Regions from separate parts of the Mus musculus genome. Here all the other regions are linked to region 2. Evidence: chromatin contacts called from public ChIA-PET, HiCAR-type, HiChIP or PLAC-seq and promoter capture Hi-C data. All regions are on one chromosome and are shown on one strand. The core of a region is the stretch at or near the end of the contact, and the rest is flanking DNA. Distances in the headings are between cores, read along the strand shown. Region 1 has its middle 22 kb from the start of Anp32e. Region 2 holds the start of Cers2 (ceramide synthase 2). Region 3 holds the start of Car14 (carbonic anhydrase 14). Region 4 holds the start of Bola1 (bolA-like 1 (E. coli)). Region 5 holds the start of H3c15 (H3 clustered histone 15). Region 6 holds the start of H2bc18 (H2B clustered histone 18). Region 7 holds the start of Anp32e (acidic (leucine-rich) nuclear phosphoprotein 32 family, member E).

The links. Promoter capture Hi-C pulls out the DNA fragments that hold promoters and counts their contacts. ChIA-PET counts read pairs in DNA pulled down with a chosen protein or histone mark. HiCAR-type assays count read pairs that join an accessible place to other places. HiChIP or PLAC-seq counts read pairs in DNA pulled down with a chosen protein or histone mark.
Region 1: an RNA polymerase II ChIA-PET map of memory CD8 T cells shows a contact between it and region 2, with 11 read pairs. The contact joins the enhancer-like site here to the promoter of Cers2 in region 2. A contact is called at or near these places in 3 of 115 datasets of contacts at active chromatin or transcription factors (bone marrow-derived macrophages, embryonic midbrain and memory CD8 T cells) and 1 of 9 other capture datasets (macrophages).
Region 3: a HiCAR-type map of kidney shows a contact between it and region 2, with 2.4 times the contacts expected there. The contact joins the promoter of Car14 here to the promoter of Cers2 in region 2. A contact is called at or near these places in 7 of 39 promoter capture datasets (cranial neural crest, embryonic stem cells, hippocampal neurons and 4 more), 1 of 484 Hi-C or Micro-C datasets (pro-B cells), 4 of 115 datasets of contacts at active chromatin or transcription factors (embryonic limb bud, kidney, memory CD8 T cells and 1 more) and 2 of 9 other capture datasets (adipose tissue and liver).
Region 4: a contact with region 2 is called in an HNF4G HiChIP or PLAC-seq map of pancreatic cancer cells. The contact joins the promoter of Bola1 here to the promoter of Cers2 in region 2. A contact is called at or near these places in 2 of 39 promoter capture datasets (the HPC-7 cell line and cranial neural crest) and 2 of 115 datasets of contacts at active chromatin or transcription factors (memory CD8 T cells and pancreatic cancer cells).
Region 5: a promoter capture Hi-C map of the HPC-7 cell line shows a contact between it and region 2. The contact joins the promoter of H3c15 here to the promoter of Cers2 in region 2. A contact is called at or near these places in 4 of 39 promoter capture datasets (the HPC-7 cell line, liver, neutrophils and 1 more), 1 of 115 datasets of contacts at active chromatin or transcription factors (bone marrow-derived macrophages) and 1 of 9 other capture datasets (liver).
Region 6: a contact with region 2 is called in a promoter capture Hi-C map of the HPC-7 cell line. The contact joins the promoter of H2bc18 here to the promoter of Cers2 in region 2. A contact is called at or near these places in 4 of 39 promoter capture datasets (the HPC-7 cell line, HPC-7-derived erythroid cells, erythroid cells and 2 more), 1 of 484 Hi-C or Micro-C datasets (the G1E-ER4 cell line), 3 of 115 datasets of contacts at active chromatin or transcription factors (bone marrow-derived macrophages, memory CD8 T cells and pancreatic cancer cells) and 1 of 9 other capture datasets (macrophages).
Region 7: an H3K4me3 HiChIP or PLAC-seq map of fetal liver shows a contact between it and region 2, with 2.8 times the contacts expected there. The contact joins the promoter of Anp32e here to the promoter of Cers2 in region 2. A contact is called at or near these places in 3 of 39 promoter capture datasets (frontonasal cranial neural crest, liver and neural stem cells), 3 of 115 datasets of contacts at active chromatin or transcription factors (astrocytes, cardiomyocytes and fetal liver) and 2 of 9 other capture datasets (liver and pancreatic islet).

What each region holds. Positions count from the first base shown.
Region 1 is chr3:95,950,031-95,952,730 of GRCm38.p6, reverse strand. No RefSeq gene overlaps it. Among named protein-coding and RNA genes, the nearest start is that of Anp32e, 22 kb to the right of the region's middle. Within about 2 kb of position 1,425, at least 443 of the 459 cell types and tissues checked have an H3K27ac peak or open chromatin away from gene starts, as enhancers often do. A contact at or near this core is called in bone marrow-derived macrophages, macrophages and memory CD8 T cells, where this site is marked.
Region 2 is chr3:95,313,794-95,316,493 of GRCm38.p6, reverse strand. It overlaps Cers2 (ceramide synthase 2), which reads right to left and starts at 1,304. Exons shown (of 11, transcript NM_029789.2): 1 at 1,149-1,304. It overlaps Anxa9 (annexin A9), which reads left to right and starts at 1,314. Exons shown (of 14, transcript NM_001379545.1): 1 at 1,314-1,691. It overlaps LOC115489748, which reads left to right and starts at 698. Exons shown (of 2, transcript XM_030252979.1): 1 at 698-737; 2 at 930-1,750. The coding sequence starts at 698. The coding sequence ends at 1,732.
Region 3 is chr3:95,903,304-95,906,003 of GRCm38.p6, reverse strand. It overlaps Car14 (carbonic anhydrase 14), which reads left to right and starts at 1,319. Exons shown (of 11, transcript NM_011797.3): 1 at 1,319-1,684. The coding sequence starts at 1,630.
Region 4 is chr3:96,196,321-96,199,020 of GRCm38.p6, reverse strand. Bola1 (bolA-like 1 (E. coli)) reads left to right here and starts at 1,435. Exons shown (of 2, transcript NM_026975.2): 1 at 1,435-1,471; 2 at 1,742-2,433. The coding sequence starts at 1,745. The coding sequence ends at 2,158.
Region 5 is chr3:96,237,787-96,240,486 of GRCm38.p6, reverse strand. It overlaps H3c15 (H3 clustered histone 15), which reads left to right and starts at 1,360. Exons shown (of 1, transcript NM_054045.4): 1 at 1,360-2,008. The coding sequence starts at 1,546. The coding sequence ends at 1,956. It overlaps H2ac19 (H2A clustered histone 19), which reads left to right and starts at 113. Exons shown (of 1, transcript NM_178212.3): 1 at 113-708. The coding sequence starts at 237. The coding sequence ends at 629.
Region 6 is chr3:96,268,382-96,271,081 of GRCm38.p6, reverse strand. It overlaps H2bc18 (H2B clustered histone 18), which reads right to left and starts at 1,382. Exons shown (of 1, transcript NM_175666.3): 1 at 890-1,382. The coding sequence starts at 1,330. The coding sequence ends at 950. It overlaps H3c13 (H3 clustered histone 13), which reads right to left and starts at 2,428. Exons shown (of 1, transcript NM_178215.2): 1 at 1,927-2,428. The coding sequence starts at 2,388. The coding sequence ends at 1,978.
Region 7 is chr3:95,927,909-95,930,608 of GRCm38.p6, reverse strand. Anp32e (acidic (leucine-rich) nuclear phosphoprotein 32 family, member E) reads right to left here and starts at 1,352. Exons shown (of 7, transcript NM_023210.4): 1 at 959-1,352. The coding sequence starts at 1,012. It overlaps Gm46815 (a long non-coding RNA gene), which reads left to right and starts at 1,584. Exons shown (of 3, transcript XR_001783926.1): 1 at 1,584-1,869.

The sequences.
Region 1 (2,700 bases), core at 176-2,675, 640 kb before region 2:
CTGGTCTACAGATTGAATTCCAGAACAGCCAAGGATACAGAGATACAATGTCACAAAGTGGGCAAAAATCCAAGTGTTTTACCACCTCTCCTTCTTCAAATAGCAGGGACCAAACCACTAGCTTTGTGCTACACTCTGCTCCATCCTTGTCTGTTTGAGGATAGGACTGGCTATGTGGCCTAGGATGGCCTGCAGTCCAAGACCTTTTCCATGTTTCTCAGACCTCCAAAGAAACTTCTACTGTACAAAACAAACTGATGCAAACATTCTAAAGTGGTTCGTTGGTTCTAATAAAAAGGATTTAAGGATGATTTTACTTTGATACTTTTGACAAACTACCTTCAGCTGTGATTGACTAAAAGACGGAAAAATAAGTCCTAACTCTCTCTGTAATGGACCTTTACAAAGTCTCTCTGTTGGAATCACTCGTTCGGTAAAGAAAGAGCCTTCGTGTTTTTTGTTTGTTTGTTTTTTCGAAGCAGGATTTCTCTGTCCTGGAACTTACTTTGTAGACCAGGCTGGCCTCGAACTCAGAAAATCGCCTACCTCTGCCTCCCAAGTGCTGGGATTAAAGGCGTGCGCCACCAAGCCCTGCTGTCTTCCTGTTTTATGTGTAGTCTCGGAGTCGGTTTTCTTCAGTGCTTTCTCCCAGCACCTGCTCAACTTGACTGATGTAGTTTTAAGTTTTATCAATTAGCAGCAGTTCCAGGAGTAGGGAAAGGGGATGGATAGATAGGAGGGTTAGCTCCTGAGGACAAGGTCAGTGAAAAATGTGTACAAACAAGCTGGACAGTGGTGGCGCACGCCTTTAATCCCAGCACTCAGGAGGCAGAGGCAGGCGGATTTCTGAGTTCGAGGCTAGCCTGGTCTACAGCGTGAGTTCCAGCACTGGCTGCTCTTACAGAGGACCAATCCCCAGAGGCTCCCAAGCATCTGATACCTCCGAGGGCACCAGGCACACGAGTGATACACACACACACACACACACACACAAGACATTCATACACATAAAATCTAAATTAAAACAAACAAACAAACAAAAAAACTAGCCCTCACCGGGCAGTGGTGGCGCACGCCTTTAATCCTAGCACTTGGGAGGCAGAGGCAGGCGGATTTCTGAGTTCGAGGCCAGCCTGGTCTACAGAGTGAGTTTCAGGACAGCCAGGGCTACACAGAGAAACCCTGTCTCGAAAAAAAACCAAAAACAACAAAACAAAACTAGCCCTCATTTCTTTAGAAGACACATAACGTTGCTGTTTCCGATTACTGGCTAACCAGGGTTGGGCGATAGTCTTCAACATCAGGCTTTAGAATGATGCAACACTGAAATTGGGAATCATTAGGCAAACGTTGCGAGACCCGAAGGACAATGAACAGCGTAGAGGATCCCTGAGGTCCGTGATGCGGAAACTCCAGAGCCGTGCTTCCGGCGCGACTGCGCATGCACGGGAGCTCTGACAAGGGATGGGGCGGGGGTTGGGGGGGTGGTGGAGTGAGGCCGAGCCTCGTGACCAGAGCTGCGGCCCAGTGGAGTTTAGAAAGGCGTCCTTGTGATGGGATTCGGTCAGGTCGAGTCTGTCCCTTAGCCCCTGGGGCAACCGTGTCTCACTCCCAGGAGCCCAGGCCTGGCAGGTGCATCCGACGTAGTCGATCTGACGTCACATCCGCCTTCGCTAGCTCCGGAACGAGTGCTCGATTTGCAGTTCTGTCCTAAGTCCTGTTCTTGGCGGACCCCAGCAGGGCGCTCTGCTGTAGTAGCAGCAATTAGAAAACGGAAAATAAAGATTGGAAGCTCGGGATATGCCCAGGGACTGCGGCAGAGGACTGACTTCCAAAAGCATTTAGATAAATGGCATGACCTGTTCAAGCCTATCAAGACCCGATACGTGGCAGCACGCTGGCTCGACCCGGGGATCGCGGTGGGAAACGCGACCTTAGAAGAGTCTCCTTAAAAGTTGGCGTCTAGCGCAGCACCTCCTGCGAACTGCAGCCCGGGAACCCCATATTCCGATATATACAGCTTTATTACAAAATAAAATCTGTAAAATCTTATAGATGACTGTGAACATCCACTTCTGTATTTGCCAGGCACTGGCATAGCCTCATACAGCTATACCAGGGTCCCTTCAGCAAAATCTTGCTGGCATATGCAATAGTGCCTGGGTTTGGTGGCTGATTATGGGATGGATCCCCTGGTGGGGTAGTCTCTGGATAGTCCATCCTTTCATCTTAGCTCCAAACTTTGTCTCTGTAACTCCTTTCATGGGTATTTTGTTCCCTACTCTAAGGAAGAGTGAAGTATCCACCCATTGGTCTTCCCTCTTCTTGATTTTCTTGTGTTTTGCAAATTGTATCTTGGGTGTCCTATGTTTCTGGGCTAATATCCACTTATCAGTGAGTGCCCCCAATAGAGAAGCTAGAGAAAGCACCCAAGGAGCTGAAGGGGTCTGCAACAATAGGTGGAACAACAATATGAACTAACCAGTATCCCCAGAGCTCGTGTCTCTAGCTGCATATGTAGCAGAAGATGGCTTAGTCGGCCAACACTGGGAAGAGAGGCCCCTTGGTATTGCAAACTTTATATGCCCCAGTACAGGGGAATGTCAGGGCCAAGAATTGGAAGTGGGTGGGTAGGGAAGCAGGGCGGGGTGAGGGTATAGGGAACTTTCGGGATAGCATTTGAAATGTATATAAAGAAAA
Region 2 (2,700 bases), core at 55-2,554:
CCCAAACACTATATAAGAATATGCCTTCCAGAGACAGGGAGAGGCCAGTAGGTTGAAGTAGCAGCGGCAAATGGGGTAGTGTTGAAAGGAACTGTACAATGTCAGTCTCCCTGTGGCCAGCGACAGAGAGAAACCTAGTCAGAGGCTCCAGTGAGAATAGAGGCACCAGAACTAGTTCACACACACAGCACACCACACCACACCCCTTAGAAATTAGGCACTATGTGGCCAGAAACAAGACCTAAGGAACGGAATATTTGACCTTAGGGGCCCCATCACAAATGCAAGACAGTCACCTTAGCTCTGGGATGGGAAGTGACCCCCTACCCCAGCTCTCACACAAACAGAAGTAATTTCTGGGGGAGGCCTTCCCTAACTCAGTTCTGGGGAAGACCGGCTCACTCCAGACCTCACAGCGCTTAGAACACCCTGACAGCTGAGGCTGGAAACTCGGATAAGTGAGATCTGGTTTGGATGCCAGGAGTGCAGCTTAGGCACAGGAATTCCCAAGCTCAGGCTAAAAAGAAATGCCACCCACCTGCAGGTAGCCAACTAACTTGAGGGCCTCTGGGCCTGTAATTAGCAAGTTACAACCCAGAGCTGGCCAAACACGCCCCATAACGGTATAGGAATGTGAGCCCTTTGGGGCCGGGACAGACACTAAAGAGTGTACTCCTTCCTGTTTCCCGTTAGGCACATGGACACTCTGACCTCCCTCTTGGGATGGGCACAAGGGGGTCAGAAACAGAGGCGGCAGCGGCGGCGGTAGCAGTAGCAGCAACAGCAGCAACAGCAGGGGCCGCCACCGTTCCTCCTCGGCCTCCACACTCAGGCCCCAGGACGCACGCGGGCCCGCAGGGGCTTCTAGCACCGAAGGTCCGCTACTGCTCCACTCCTAACAAAGGGGCGTCTGTACCATGGATCCTGAGCGAGCGCCCGGCCCCAGTCCCCCTACCTGTTGCCCCGCAGGCCTTCTCTGGTCCGAGGCCCCAGCCGGGCCCGGATCGCCCGCTCCAGCAGCGCTCGGCCCGCCCTCCGGCAGGCCGGCCGCCATGAGCCGGTGGAGGCCCCGCTCCCTCCGAGCTGCACCCTGAGCCCCCGCGCCCGTCACTGCCCCGCCACCCTCGCGGACCCGCGCACAGACTTACTCGGCGTCCGGTGCAGAGCTGCTCCGGCCCGGGCGCCGCTACTCCGTTTCCCACTTCTAGCGCCCGGCCGGTGCGCACTGACTGGGCCGGGTCCTCTCCTCCCCCTTCCGCTGCCCGCGGCTCCCTCCCTCCTTCCTCCTTTGCCCGCCGAGCCCCGGCGAGCCCAGGCCGAGCCCAGTAGCGGAGCTGAGTTGGGTGTGGGCCGCGGCCGGGCGGGGCCCGGTGCCCGGAACCCTGCGCTGCGCCTATGGAGCGGAGGAGCCCCGACGGGGCGGGTGGCACGTGCCCCGCAGGGCGCCTGGGTCTCTGAGTGGCGCGGTTGCGGCCCACCCGGACATTGGTCAGGGACCCCCTGGTGCTTGAGCCCAGAGCAGTTCAGAGCTGGCTGCCTCTGCCCAACCCCGCGGCCCTGGTGTGGTCGGCGACCTCAGCCCATGATTTACCCCCGGGTTGAATGCTACAATCCCATCGTCCGGCTTCACTGGGCATCAGAGGAAGGGTGCACGCGGAGAAAACCCTGCACAGATCCCGATGCTCCCTACGGTGAGATCCACAATGCCCCCTCCCCCAGCCCTGCTGTTTAGAGTCCTAACAGAGCTACTCAAACCTTTTGTAAAATGTACTCCAGGCTACACTATGGTTAGCCGTGATCAGTTTCGTATTAGAACCTGTTTTCCCTTAAATAGTCCCATAAAATCTATGCCTCAAGAAGAGAGCAGCAGGTTGGAGACATGGCTCAGCGGTTAAGAACACCGACTGCTGTTCTAGAGATACTGAGTTAAATTCCTAGCAACCACATGGTCACTCACAACTATCTGGGATCCCATGCACTCTTCTGGTGCGTCTGAAGACAGCCACATTGTACTCATATAAATTAATAAATAAGGGGACGGATGGGGGGGAGAGAGAGAGAGAAAGCGCCCAGCAGCCTTAACTCCCATCTCCCATACTCCCATTATGGACAGAACTTGACTAAGTTGTCAAGTGACCCTTAACCGGGAGAGTTAAGCTTAGCTTCTTCCATGTAAAAAATGCTTTAAAAACTATCCCCTGGGAAGTGGTGGCGCACTCCTTTAATCCCAGCACTTGGGAGGAAAAGGCAGGCGGATTTCTGAGTTCAAGGCCAGCCTGGTCTACAGAGTGAGTTCCAGGACAGCCAGGGCTACACAGAGAAACCCTGTCTCGAAAAACCAAAAAAAATACAAAACAAAACAAAACCAAAACCCTGCCTGGTGCAATTTCACATCTCATGCCCAAGCACAGTCCCAGCATTTGGGAGACTATGTTTTTTTTTAAACCTTCATAAAATAGTTTTGTTTTTTCTTTTTAAATTTATGTGTGTGAGTGTTTTGCCTGAATGTATGCATGTGTTCCACGAATGTCTGGTGGCCAACAAGGTCAGTGGAGGATATCAGATTCCCTGGAACTGGAGTTATATAAGGTTGTAAGCAGCTATGTGGGTGCTGAGAATCAAACGGGTCCTCTGTAAGTAAGAACATGACAGCTGAGCTGTCTCTCCCGCCTTTGTTATGAACCCAGGTCCTCTGAAGGA
Region 3 (2,700 bases), core at 70-2,569, 590 kb before region 2:
TGTGTGTGTGTATTTTAAATATATATATATATTTTTAAAAAGTCCTTACTCTGAAGCTCAGTCGTGGGACAGAAAAGCACTCTGAGCTCCTGTCTCCGCAGGAGTGATGACCTGGCACATGCATTATTCTGTTCATTTGGCTTTTATCCCGTGCCCTTGTTTGGCTTCTGCTCCTTTGTTTTGGCTATTTATTGCTACTTGATAGGAGTAAGGAGGGCAGAAAGACCTCACAGAGGTTATGGAGGAGAGATTTCACCATCTAGCTTGAAATTATCTGTGGTCTTCACACTCACTAATGAGGGACTTAGGATGTACATTCCGATCGGGATTTCTAGTCCCGTGGGGGAGCGCACACCAGCCACATTCCTGAGACGCCACGCAGCCTCCATGCTCCACTAGCAAACTCAGTTCCACCACAGCAAGTTTCACTTGATCCCACAGGACCTGCCTGGACCCTTTGTTGGGTGGGCGGGAAGCCCCTGGACCCCTCACCCACCTGGTCACATGGCCTTTCTATGGCCCCTCCCCTCTCTTTCTTTGGAGTCCGCCTTTTTCTCATGGTGACAGTAATTGTTTCTACAGTCACCCATCACTCCTCCTGCCCGGCCTCTCTGCTAGGGGTCAGTGTCCTCTTCAGTGACAAAAGGCGCCCTAGATCTGGGCTCCCTGGGGAGGGAGGTGGCTGGATCTGGTAGTTAGAATGCTGTCTCTCCCTGGTGCTGCGACAACCCCTCCCCCGCTGTGCACACAAATGGGCTTTATCCGGCAAACAAAACCGCACCCCCACCCCAGGCTACACAGGCACGTGGACCTAAGCCTCACCAAGGGAAGGGGGTGGTGACAGGCGCCAGAGAAAGACGAGGCAGAAGACAAATATTCTCCTCGCCCCACTTCTTGCTCTCCACAATCCAGATTTTAAAGTTTGACTTTCCACTCCCCACCTGCTCCCTGAGCCTCCAACTTCTGTTCTCCTATCTCCCGAATCTGAATTCTTTCTGGTTCCAACCAGCTCAACTTCTCTTGGTTTCAGAAACAGGTTCCCCACCAGCAGTCCCATACCACCCAGGGATGTGCTCCTCAGGCAGGGGAATGAGAACACGGTGTCCTGGGAGGGAGAGGTGCGAAACCCCCCTTCCCTGACCGAGAGTTCCAGGGGACACCCGTACGAGCGGCAGTGTAAATAGCAAAGGAAGAGCTCACTCCAGGGTCCTGAGCCAAGGCCAGGGCGCTGGGCTCTGCTGGGCCATCCTGCATGCCTAATCCGCTATTTAAGGAGCTGCTCGGCTGCAGCCCAGGCACCACCCCCCTCCTCACGTACACCGGTTTCGAGCCACCTTAAAAGCGGGAGGCAACTGTGAAGTTGCTGGCCAGTAAGTGGTGTGGAGATTACGAAGGGACATACGGAGAGGGCAGAGAGAGGAAGAGAGAGAAAGTGAGAGAGGAAGAAATTTATCCTGGGATCCAGAAGTTCGTGTTAACCTGTGGAAAATCAAGTCCCTGGAAGTCTGCAGAGACAGAGACAAGAAGAAAAGAGATAGAACGCCAGAAACTCCTCTCTCTCCCTCCCTCTCCACCTCTCTCTTCTAAACCCCAAATTCCTGGTCCCTTGTACCCCATTGTGGGGATAATATGTTGTTCTTCGCTCTCCTGTTAAAGGTGACTTGGATCCTGGCTGCAGATGGGGGTAGGTACAACTGGGTCTGTGCTAATGTCCACCCGTAGCCATGTGTACTTATGTGGGGGAGGAGAGGTTTCAGAAAGGGAAGCCTAGGGGCTGGGGGGTAGGGGGGGGAGGCATGGGGTGGGAGAAAGACTATGGAGGAGATCCTTCCATTCTTTTCCTTTTCCTCTCTAACCCAGCGATTACTGCTATCTCTGCGACAGGGAGAGCTAGCCAGAGGCCAGTGTGTGAATGCTCAGGAGTGTAGGACACTCGGCCAGCTACAGTTCTCCAGTCCACTCTTTCCCCACTGCCCTAGTCCCGGGCAGCCCTCCTGCCCGTCTTTGTTTACGCACTCTGCTGGTTAGGGAGAGCAGGGGTGAGAAGGGACACGTGCTGCAGTCCTGCCCGACTCAGACCCCGACCCTCTGCTGATCAAAGGATAACTCCATTACCTGCCAAGGGGCAGGGGCAGCTGGTCCATTTCCCTGAAAGGAACACGACTAAACGTTTGCTCAGCTCTTTATAGTGTACAAAGGGCTTTCAGGATTAGGAGAGAGGTGGGGAGACGTTGGAGAAAACAAGCTAAGTTGTTTCTGGAACGCCTGAAGGATTCCCACAACTTTTTTTGTTGTTATTGCTTATTTTTATTTACTTTTTTTTTTGAGACAAGGTTTCACGTGGCCAGACCTATCTCAAACTCACTCTGTAGCTGAGGTTAGACCTGCTTGGCTCTGCCTCCCCATGCCTGGTTTCTACACCCTGTTTTTGTGCTTCTCAGGCCCCATTCTGTATCCAGCACATAGTAGGTGAGGGATTAAAGTTTATTGGAAGGACGAGGTGGGGGGGGGGATTATCTAGAAAGCGAGAGGAAGATGGGACCAAGGGATCCAAAAGAAAATGAGGAGTCACAAATCTCTTCTGAGAAGAAACAATTTGGAAAGAGGAAAAAAGAGGCATTAGAATCAGCTCAGAGCATTTCACAGGAAGGGCAGGGCACCTTCACAACAGCCAGAGAACTCTAGTTGTTGGAGTATCCT
Region 4 (2,700 bases), core at 186-2,685, 880 kb before region 2:
TCTCTCTCTCTCTCTCTCTCTCTCTCTCTCTCTCTCTCTCTCTCTCTCTCTCCATCTCTCACTCTCCCTCCCCTCCTCTCCCTTCATAGCCCTGTTCAGTCTGCTGTTTAGCTTGCTCTATTTTCTTCCTGCACTAGACCCTTCCAGATGCCTCTGGCTGTGTTCTCCCTCACACACAGAGTAGGAACTGCCTCAGCCATTCCTTGGAGTGGTCATGTGTTGTGTCCGGCCAGCAGACCACAACCTGGGTTCTAGCCTGGAAAGGCATTTTGGAAACCTGGAAGAGAAGAGGGGCTAGGTGGCGAGAGAAAAGAATGTAGCCAAGACAGTTACTCTGATCAAGGCTCAAATTTTATTGTTGCGACACTAGTTATGAAGGAAGGGGGAGGGGACCCGATTCCCGCGGAATAATCTCTGGTCCAGTAGAAAGGTGCACGTGTGTGGCTCCGCAGGTTCCAGCAGTGGGCGTGGCAGAACGAATGAGCAGGAAGCTCCACCCCTGAGCAAGCAGGTTTCAGGCTAGGGGAGGGGAGACTGCAGTCATGTGCTGATTTCATTCAGTTACCACATCCTGACCAAATGAGGTGAGAAAGTGGTCTTCTTGTTTCTCCTACACTGCTCTAAGAAGTCTCTTGTCATTTCTTTGGTCCTCACGTGTAGGTAATATGCTTACAGTAAACTGTGTGTATTTCCACCACACACTTGACACACGGTATCACAATGAACATTATGACTATTTCTCTAGTGCTTTGTAAACTCTGAGAGCAGGGCTGTCTTTATTCTATCTCTCTCAGGAACAAAGGAATCTCCGAAAGGAACAAAGCTGGGGTCCTACACAGAAGCGCGCGGGGGCAAGGCAAGTTAGTGCAGCTCTTAGGGAACTGTGTGACGATCTTCATTTTCCTTCTCACTGGAATTCTCTGTTTGGGGCAGGACAGATTATCTTGGGAAGAAAACTGTCCCAGCAGACATTCCCCTCTGAATTGAGCAAGGTCCGCTGTAATCTCATAAGAATCTGTTTTTGCTATGGAAGCACTCTATCAATAACCCAGGACAGTAATCCCAGCAGGTAGGAGGTAGAGGCAGGAGGATCAGGAAATAATGGACATTTCTAGAGTGGTAAAGGCCAACCTGGGCTACATGAGACTTCTTTTTTTATTAATTACATACAAATGACTTAAGCTATTTGGGTTATAGATCAAGAAGCTACAAATCTGGTGCAACCATCTTAAATTTACAGGAAACACTTTTGTTTTTATTGCTCTAATTTCCCGACTTTGCAGGATTTTACCGGTCGGGAGAAGCAGGGACTACAATTCCCATAAAACCTCTGGGTACTGGGTAACGCCTGCCAGACGCAACCGGACTGCGTTTCCTAGCGAGCCTCCTGACGCGGCGTTTGCGTGGTCCGACCGGAAATTCGGTTGTTAGATCAAGCGGTGGTACAGCAGGCTGCGCAGCAAGTACAAAGGTACCACCCTAGGGTTCGGAGAGACGATAGGGCTCTGACTCAGCCAAAAGGACCAAGTTGTACATTTTCCATTTTTCAGCTCCCAGCCATGCTTTCCCAGTGCCCTTAGTGCCTAGCGCTCTGGCCGCTCAATCGCCTTTGTCTCTCCGCTACCGGCGTAGAAGCCGCGTTAACCCGCCACGCAGAGTAGAGGCGGTTCCAGGGTGTGCTTGTCTGGGGTGCGTGGGCAGGGTGTGTGGACTCAGTCCCGTGTCCTTCGTTTCTCCGCAGCGAATGCTAAGTGCGCGATCGGCCCAGTGCATGGTCTCCATGGCCACGCGCTCGTGTGTATCGCGGGGCAGCGCGGGATCTGCGGCTGCAGGACCAGTGGAAGCCGCTATTCGCGCCAAATTGGAGCAAGCCCTGAGCCCCGAGGTACTGGAGCTGCGCAACGAGAGCGGTGGCCACGCAGTCCCAGCAGGCAGCGAGACGCATTTTCGCGTGGCGGTGGTGAGCTCTCGTTTCGAGGGGATGAGCCCCTTGCAACGGCACCGGTTGGTCCACGAGGCACTGTCGGAGGAGCTGGCTGGACCGGTACATGCCCTGGCCATCCAGGCGAAGACCCCCGCCCAGTGGAGAGAAAACCCACAGTTGGACATTAGTCCCCCCTGCCTAGGTGGGAGCAAGAAAACTCGAGGGACCTCTTAATAAATACCTGGATTGGGAGAACGATCCGAATGGGTCGACTGAGAATAAACTACTACATCACTACTACCTTATTCCTTGATTTGTACGGACCAGGAGCTCTGCCTTTTCTGCTAATGAACACCATGCAGAGGCAAAGACACCTCTGGTGAAAGCTAAGCTAGCCCAGGGAGAGAGCAGCCACTCCCTCCCTCTTGCCCTTGCCTGGGCTAGACTAGAGAAAGGTCCTGATGAATCGGAAAGGGCCATGATAATAAAAGAGAAGCTGGTGCATGAGGTCAAACGGTGCTCTTAATACCTGTTAAATTGGAGCTACACATCATTAGTGCATATGGGGGCTGGGGGAGGTTGCATAACACCACTGCGCACTTGGGTGTCAGAGAGTAATTTTCGGAGTTACTCCTCCCCCAGTTGCATGGTTCTGGAATTGAACTCAGAGAGGCCATCAGGTTTACACAGCTGTTAGGTCCCTACAGACGTTCTTATGAGAAGAAAATTACCTGTAGGCTAGAGAAGGGATTTGTGAGGAAGTGAACTATCTGGGT
Region 5 (2,700 bases), core at 111-2,610, 920 kb before region 2:
CACCGAGCACGCGCGTCGTGATTCGCGCGTTCCAGGGCGGCGCCGGGGCGAGGGAGCCGGTCTTATGTAAATGAGAGGCTTCTGTCCGCGCGCTCCTATTGGCCACGGCGTCAGGACGCGTGTGAGCCAATGAGAGCGTCGGGCGGACAATCGGGTCTGCGTCTATAAAAGGGTGAGGCGTCGGCGCCGGAGTACCGTTTCCTGGTTGTGGCCGTTCGTCTGTTTGCGCTTTCGTGATGTCCGGTCGTGGCAAGCAAGGAGGCAAGGCCCGCGCCAAGGCCAAGTCGCGGTCTTCCCGGGCCGGGCTACAGTTCCCGGTGGGGCGTGTGCACCGGCTGCTGCGCAAGGGCAACTACGCGGAGCGTGTGGGTGCCGGCGCGCCGGTATACATGGCGGCGGTGCTGGAGTACCTAACGGCCGAGATCCTGGAGCTGGCGGGCAACGCGGCCCGCGACAACAAGAAGACGCGCATCATCCCGCGCCACCTGCAGCTGGCCATCCGCAACGACGAGGAGCTCAACAAGCTGCTGGGCAAAGTGACGATCGCGCAGGGCGGCGTCCTGCCCAACATCCAGGCCGTGCTGCTGCCCAAGAAGACGGAGAGCCACCATAAGGCGAAGGGCAAGTGAGGCCACTGCTCGCGTCGGCCCGCGTCTCTGTGATATAACCCCCGCGAGCTCCTAAAAAGGCTCTTTTCAGAGCCACCCACTGAATCAGATAAAGAGTTGTGTCACGGTAGCCGGTCTTGGTGGCCTTTCCTGGCCCTGCCCCAAAAGTAAGAGTGTCGTGTCCTCTGCTTCCTTGCCCATCCTGCCCGTGGTTCCCCCTGGTAGTTAGTCTGTTGTCGCTCTTTGGTTCATGCCCTGCCTCGGCGGAGCGGATACGCGGTTCTCGCTGACCGTCCCAAGCATTTAGCCCCTATCTGCCCACACCCTTGTCCTACACAACACTGTCCCTCACTCAGCGTCCACCCGCCTGACCCTTCCCAGGACTAAGACTCAACTAGGACGTCTAGGCCAATCTAGACATAAGTCGCAGTCAGCCGCGCTCTCGTCCGGTCCTTGGGGAATGTCTAGGAGGAGGAGGTGTCCCGCGAGGACTGGACGCGGCCGGCTCTAGGGATCATGGGGGACTGGGGCTGGGACTGTGGCTGTGGCTGGGCGGTGCTGCACAAACACTAGATTAGTTCTGCCCTGGGACTTTGGGCGGCGGGCGGGGGCGCGCGAGCTCCTCTTGGGCAGAGCCGGGACCCGCCCTCTACGGGCAGCTGCCAGACGTGGCTCCACCCTCGCAGAACGTTGGCAAGTGGACCGGGCGCGGGGCTGGACGTGGGGGGCGGGTGGGGGCGGGTCAGGTGGCGTGGCGGGCCCGAGCCAATGGGCGAGGTCGGGGCCGGTGACGCCACGGCCAATGGCGCGGCAGCGCGGGAGTTTCAAGTCGCTGTCTCCGCCCCGCCGCGGGGAAGACTGCGCCTATAAAGGCGGCCGGCTCGGGCCGGTATCAGGTCCCCGAGTGCTCCTCGTTTGGGTGTCTTCCGTCTTCGCCATGGCCCGTACGAAGCAGACTGCCCGCAAGTCCACCGGCGGCAAGGCCCCGCGCAAGCAGCTGGCCACCAAGGCCGCCCGCAAGAGCGCCCCGGCCACGGGCGGCGTGAAGAAGCCGCACCGCTACCGGCCCGGCACCGTGGCGCTGCGGGAGATCCGGCGCTACCAGAAGTCGACCGAGCTGCTGATCCGCAAGCTGCCGTTCCAGCGCCTGGTGCGCGAGATCGCGCAGGACTTCAAGACGGACCTGCGCTTCCAGAGCTCGGCCGTCATGGCGCTGCAGGAGGCGAGCGAGGCCTACCTGGTGGGGCTGTTCGAGGACACCAACCTGTGCGCCATCCACGCCAAACGCGTCACCATCATGCCCAAGGACATCCAGTTGGCCCGCCGCATCCGTGGGGAGCGCGCTTAAGCGCCCTGTCTCCCATCCATTCCCCACAAAGGCTCTTTTCAGAGCCACCACAGCTTCCCGGAAAGAGCTGTTTACTTCGCTTAGAGCTTTGTCCGCACATTATCCCGCTCCATAGCTCTAGGTTGGTATCTGACTTATACCTGTTATGTCTACATAATGGTTGCTTTCAAGGAAGGTTTGAATGCCCTTAGTGTAAGTTGTTTAACGTTAATTGCGGTCTTATTCAGACTCCTAGCTTGTTAACCCGAAGTAGGTTCACCACCTCAGTCTAAGGGGAGGGGATAATCTTACGGAGGGTTGGGGCTTGGTGGATACTATGTAATGTTCCTACCCAGCTGGAGCAGAGAAGGCTTTGTAAGTAGCTGAAGGCTGAGATCTAGCTTACAGCTCATAATTACATCACCAGACTTCTGGACGACTGAAGATTATTGTTGCTCATTTAATGCAATGTCTGAGGCTTACGGGGCTCAACGTCGGTGGTAAGTGGACTATGAGTAATATCCAGTGATAAAGCTTTGTTCTCTAACACTTGATTAGAAGACCTGCTAGCTACTTGGGATTCAGCATTTATTGCTATGATATGGTTCAATGGCAATTGGGTAGTTTTTCCTCTTACTCCTATTAATTTACTTCAAAATGACAACTCCATTCCCCCCTTCCCACTTTGGCAGGCACCTTTCTGGACCGAAATACACTGGATATCAAAGGGGAATCCCTTTACAATTCCTTAGCGTGAGGACAGTC
Region 6 (2,700 bases), core at 133-2,632, 950 kb before region 2:
GAGTTGAGCAGAGCAGCTGAGGCTTGGCACTGTGAGAGGCCATGGAAGGCCATTGGTGAAAGTGCAGCCTCAGTTGCAATTGATGGCCCAGGACTGAAGGGGTCATGCCGTGTTTTGGAGATGCCAGTACCATGAGATGACCACCAAGAGCAGCAGCAGCAGCAGTGGAGTACAGGCATCTGGAGCCTAGAGGATGACGCGTGTGCTACAAAGGGCATGGCTGGAGAAGTGACCCAAGGCCTTGGAGGAGCCCAGAAGATCGTAAGTTGGATCCCAGACATTGGACGGTTGGAGATTGACTTTTGCTTTTGATTGTGACTGTGCCCTGATAGTTTCCCTCTTGAAGGAAGAAACTGTTTTAGTGGAGCCCACAGTTAAGAGACTTTTAATTGTAAAAAGACTTCGGATTTTAAAAGAGATGGATATTTTAAAGAGATTGAAATTTTAAGAATATGTAAAGACTGTGGGACTTTTAAAGTTATTTAGACCTTGGGGATGAATAAGAATGTAAGGGTTGAGGCTTACTAGTGATGTGTTTGTGTGTCAAGTTGACAAGGGGTCAATTGTACTGGCTAGTTTTGTGTCAACTTGACACAGCTGGGGTTATCACAGAGAAAGGAGCTTCAGTTGAGGAAATGCCTCCATGAGATTCAACTCTAAGGCATTTTCTCAATTAGTGATCAAGGGGGAAAGGCCCCTTGTGGGTGGGACCATCTCTGGGCTGGTAGTCTTGGGTTATATAAGAGAGCAGGCTGAGCAAGCCAAGACACCGCCCAACACTTTGAAACGCTCGATGTTGCACCAGAGCGCTGCAGGGTAACAGACTCATCATGGCTTAACCTTACCTGCTAGATCAGACCCTTAGTGCTTACAGTCTTTTTTTGAGAACTAAAGTGGCTCTGAAAAGAGCCTTTTGGGTAAAGCCGATCAATCACGTCTCTGCTGCACTTCACTTGGAGCTGGTGTACTTGGTGACGGCCTTGGTGCCTTCCGACACAGCGTGTTTAGCCAACTCTCCCGGCAGCAGCAGACGCACGGCTGTCTGGATCTCCCGGGAAGTGATGGTCGAGCGCTTGTTGTAATGCGCCAGACGGGAAGCCTCACCTGCGATGCGCTCGAAGATATCGTTCACGAAGGAATTCATGATTCCCATAGCCTTAGATGAGATGCCCGTGTCGGGGTGCACTTGCTTCAGGACCTTGTACACGTAAACAGAATAGCTCTCCTTGCGGCTGCGCTTGCGCTTCTTGCCATCTTTCTTCTGCACTTTCGTGACAGCTTTCTTAGAGCCCTTCTTTGGGGCAGGAGCAGACTTCGCTGGATCCGGCATTTTCCTCCGCGTCTAAAGATGCAACGTAAGGTAGACCGGGCAACTACGAACTGTTTCAGCGCGGCTTGCTATGCGGTACTTATAGAGCTTGTATGCAAATGAGGTTTCACACGGTATTCCATTTTTATTGGTTGATTTACAGCAGAGTCAGCGTCAAGGAGGCGGAGCCTACTCAAACCGATTCTGGTTGCGAGCCTTGGTGGTGCTTAGAGGAAATTCTTTCTAGCCAATCGCAGCCTTCCATTTCATGCTAGCCTGTTATTGAGAGCGGCAGTTTTGCCTCAGCTGTTCTTTATGTTCCCTTCGCTTACAGATCCTTAAAACACCAGGTTGAAATAAGTTAACTATCGCTCTTAGGTATCACGCTTGGAATTTTGGGGCTATTTTTCAGGTTCACAGTTCTGAGACCCTAATTAGAACTCCTTTTTTGGACTGGCCCATATTTGAGTAGTGAGCTCAAGACCAGCTCTAAATGGAATAAACCTGGGATAAGGAATGTGATTACTGGTAACTGTTAGGCCTGACACACTTGAGGGCGTATTTGAAACACTGAAAATCAATTTGCAAAGCTGACACAGCTACTTTCATCGACAACGTAGGTGGCTCTGAAAAGAGCCTTTGTGGGGGATGGAAGGGAAACAGGGCGCTTAAGCGCGCTCCCCACGGATGCGGCGGGCCAACTGGATGTCCTTGGGCATGATGGTGACGCGTTTGGCGTGGATGGCGCACAGGTTGGTGTCCTCGAACAGCCCCACCAGGTAGGCCTCGCTCGCCTCCTGCAGCGCCATGACGGCCGAGCTCTGGAAGCGCAGGTCCGTCTTGAAGTCCTGCGCGATCTCGCGCACCAGGCGCTGGAACGGCAGCTTGCGGATCAGCAGCTCGGTCGACTTCTGGTAGCGCCGGATCTCCCGCAGCGCCACGGTGCCGGGCCGGTAGCGGTGCGGCTTCTTCACGCCGCCCGTGGCCGGGGCGCTCTTGCGGGCGGCCTTGGTGGCCAGCTGCTTGCGCGGGGCCTTGCCGCCGGTGGACTTGCGGGCGGTCTGCTTCGTACGGGCCATATTTTTGCGACTTCGGCTTGCAGACGCCAAGTGGCCATACTTATAGACTTATCTTCGTCTTGATTGGGCCCAGAAAGCAGGAGTTTCTGGACTTGCAGTCTGATTGGGTAGAATTCGATCCTATTTGCTGAGTTTCAAGATGGTTACACTATTCCTTCTCTCCTGATACTTTTCCTTCCTGTATTTATGAACCGCAGAGGGTTTTAAAAAGATAGTGCTTTTCAGTTGATGTAACTTTCCTAAATGCAGTGTTTAAAGTGTTTCTCACGCAGTGTGCTCTTCTAACAGGTTTCTTTGGAAACAAACTTGCCC
Region 7 (2,700 bases), core at 103-2,602, 610 kb before region 2:
GACAGCTTTCAACTTTTGAGTTTTTCTAGAATCTTCTAAGAAGCTCTAGAAAACTTCCATTGCTCCCAGAGATAACCCTCACAGCAACAATGTTTCCACCACCTCTCTCTCGCCTCCAGTCACCAAAACCCGCAAAGGAACCACGAAAATCAGCAGGGCTCAGGGACCGTTGGCTCTGCATGATAACTGTGGAGGCCCGGCAGATGCCCGCCTTTGAGCGGGCGTCAAGGGACCACGGCGGCGCGGACCCCTTGTCCCTCGATTTCACGCCGCGGCCGCGAATCAGCGAGCCTGGTCCCCGCCCGCCGCGGCCAATCTCCAGACCCGCGGACCTGGCGTAAACCGCTAGGGAATCCGACGGCGGGGAGTCGGGGCGACGCCTCCCGGGCCCCCTTCAAGACTCGGGACTCTTCCCTACGACCGCACTGAGCGCAGCGAGGCTCGCACAAGCCTCCAGCTTGCGTAAAAGTCCGCGCGCCACGCGGATCGCGGCCCGCGCCGTCGGGTCCCGGGATTCCGCTGCGGCCCCGGCCGCGGCGCGTGCTGCCCGCGAGCGGGCACGGTCGGAGGGAGCGTGGGGCACAGATCGGCGCGAGTCCCACACCCGGGGCCGCGGCCGGCCGAGTGGCGGCGCCGCGGGAAAGTTACACCAACTTCGCAGGTGGCGAGGACCCGGGGGTCGCGCCCACGCCGCCCGCGCCCGCGATGCCGGGCCACCAGTCTGCGAGGACGCCATGGGGCTGAGCCCCCGCGCGCTCACGAAAATGCCCCTAGAAACTTAAGCCCTTCGCCATTTTAAGCACAAGAGCCTGGTGATTTAAAACTTAAAATAAACACCCCGCCTCCACCCCAAGTGGGGGCGCGCTTCCCAGCCCGCCCTGCGCACCCACCCGGACCCCCGAAGCCCACCCCTCACGATCCAGGGCGGGAGGGGACTATGGGGGCTGAGTCATCTCACCTCCTCCGGGGCTCTGTTCTTCAACTCCATGTTAATCTTCTTCTTCATCTCCATGTCCTCCTCCTTTCCCCTCGCCTGCCCTCCCCACTATCCCCAACCCTAAAAAAACCTCTAAAGGTCTGGAGATGAATGAAAAGAGACGCAAAGACGAACGCCCACTACCACACGGGTGTGGGAGAGAAAGAAAAGAATAGCAAATGGAGTCCGACGACTTGGGACTAACTCGGCTGCCCCCACCTCCGAGTCCACACACCCGCGCGCGCACACTCGGGCACGCACACACTTTCACACAGAGAGAGTGAGGGAGAGAGACACGCGCGCGCCCGCAGTTCCTTCCCCTTCAATGGCTGCTGCGAGACTGAGCCTCCATGACACGGCACCGCCAACCCCCCCTAGCCTACACTCCACCCACCTCCCAACGGGATTGGTCGAGTCCTTAGCGTCACACGACTCCATTGGGCTAGAGGGTTGTCCATTTGTCTTTAGGGGGGACCTGGACCAGAAACTCAGTGTCTATTGGCTCTGACTAGGCGCGCAGTTAATTCCGATAGGTTCGGGAGGATGTACGTCCCGGAGAAATGATTTTGAATCCCAGTCGCCCCCCTCCTTTTCTTTGTGTGATTGGCGCGCTTTCCCCTTGGTAGTAGGACGGTTTGGGTGTCTGTTGGGTTTGTTTTTGTTTGTTTGGGGTTTTTCTGGCTTCAGGGTTAAAAGGAAGGGAAAAGGCGTCGTTGGCATCCCCAAGTTGTAAGTGGGTCATGCAACACACTGCACCCAGAGCTTTCGGTGGTCTTAAAGCACAAGCCTTCTGCTCTGCGGCTAAAGTGTAAGCAGGGGCGCGAGCGCGAACAGCGTGTTGGTGACACCTCCCCGTCCCGAACTGCTTGTAGAACCAGAGCGTGATAAAGAAGGTATTTTAACTTCCAACATAAAGGGGGGAACGGCTCTGAAAGCAGAGTTGAGTTTAGCACGTTGAGTCAGAAGCCTTTAAATAAAACTGTCCAGGAGGAGTTGATACTGAGGTCATTTGTCACTGCTAAAAAGTTGGAATATTAGAGCCAGCCGCGGTGGCACACGCCTTTAATCCCAGCACTGGAAGGCAGAGTCAGGCAGATCTCTGAATTCGAGGCCAACCTGGTCTACAGAGCGAGTTCCAGGATTACACAGAAAGGGGGGTGGGGTGGGGAGAGACTGTTTCCAAAAGACAGAAAAACAAACAAACAAAATTGACACCTTAGAGGAAAAATAACACAGGCCTAAAGAAACACAATTATCAGAAACTGTCCAGCAAGGCCTCTCCTTTCCTACAGGAATCTACTTAAAATGTTCTTTTAAGTGTGAGGGGATGGAGAGGCAATGACCTCTAGCAGAGGTTCCACCCTGGTTCGATTTCTAGCACCCATATAGTGGCTCATAATCACCCATAACTACAATGCCAGGAAATTCAGAGGCATCCTCCGGACTCCACAGGCCACAGGCACAGATGCATTGTGTGTGCGTACGTGCAGGCAAAACACACGGATATGCAAAAACAAAATAAGTAAATTAAAAACAAAACCAAAACTTTTTTTTTCTGTTTAATGTTCCTGAAAGATCCAACATTCCTTTAATCATAGCCCTCAGAAGGGAGAGAGGGGCAGATCCACAGTCATCTACTAAGTAAATCCAAGGCCAGCCTCTGTCACAAAATAACAATAACAACAGAAACTATGTAATTATTTCTTTTAGATTCCTTTTTCTCT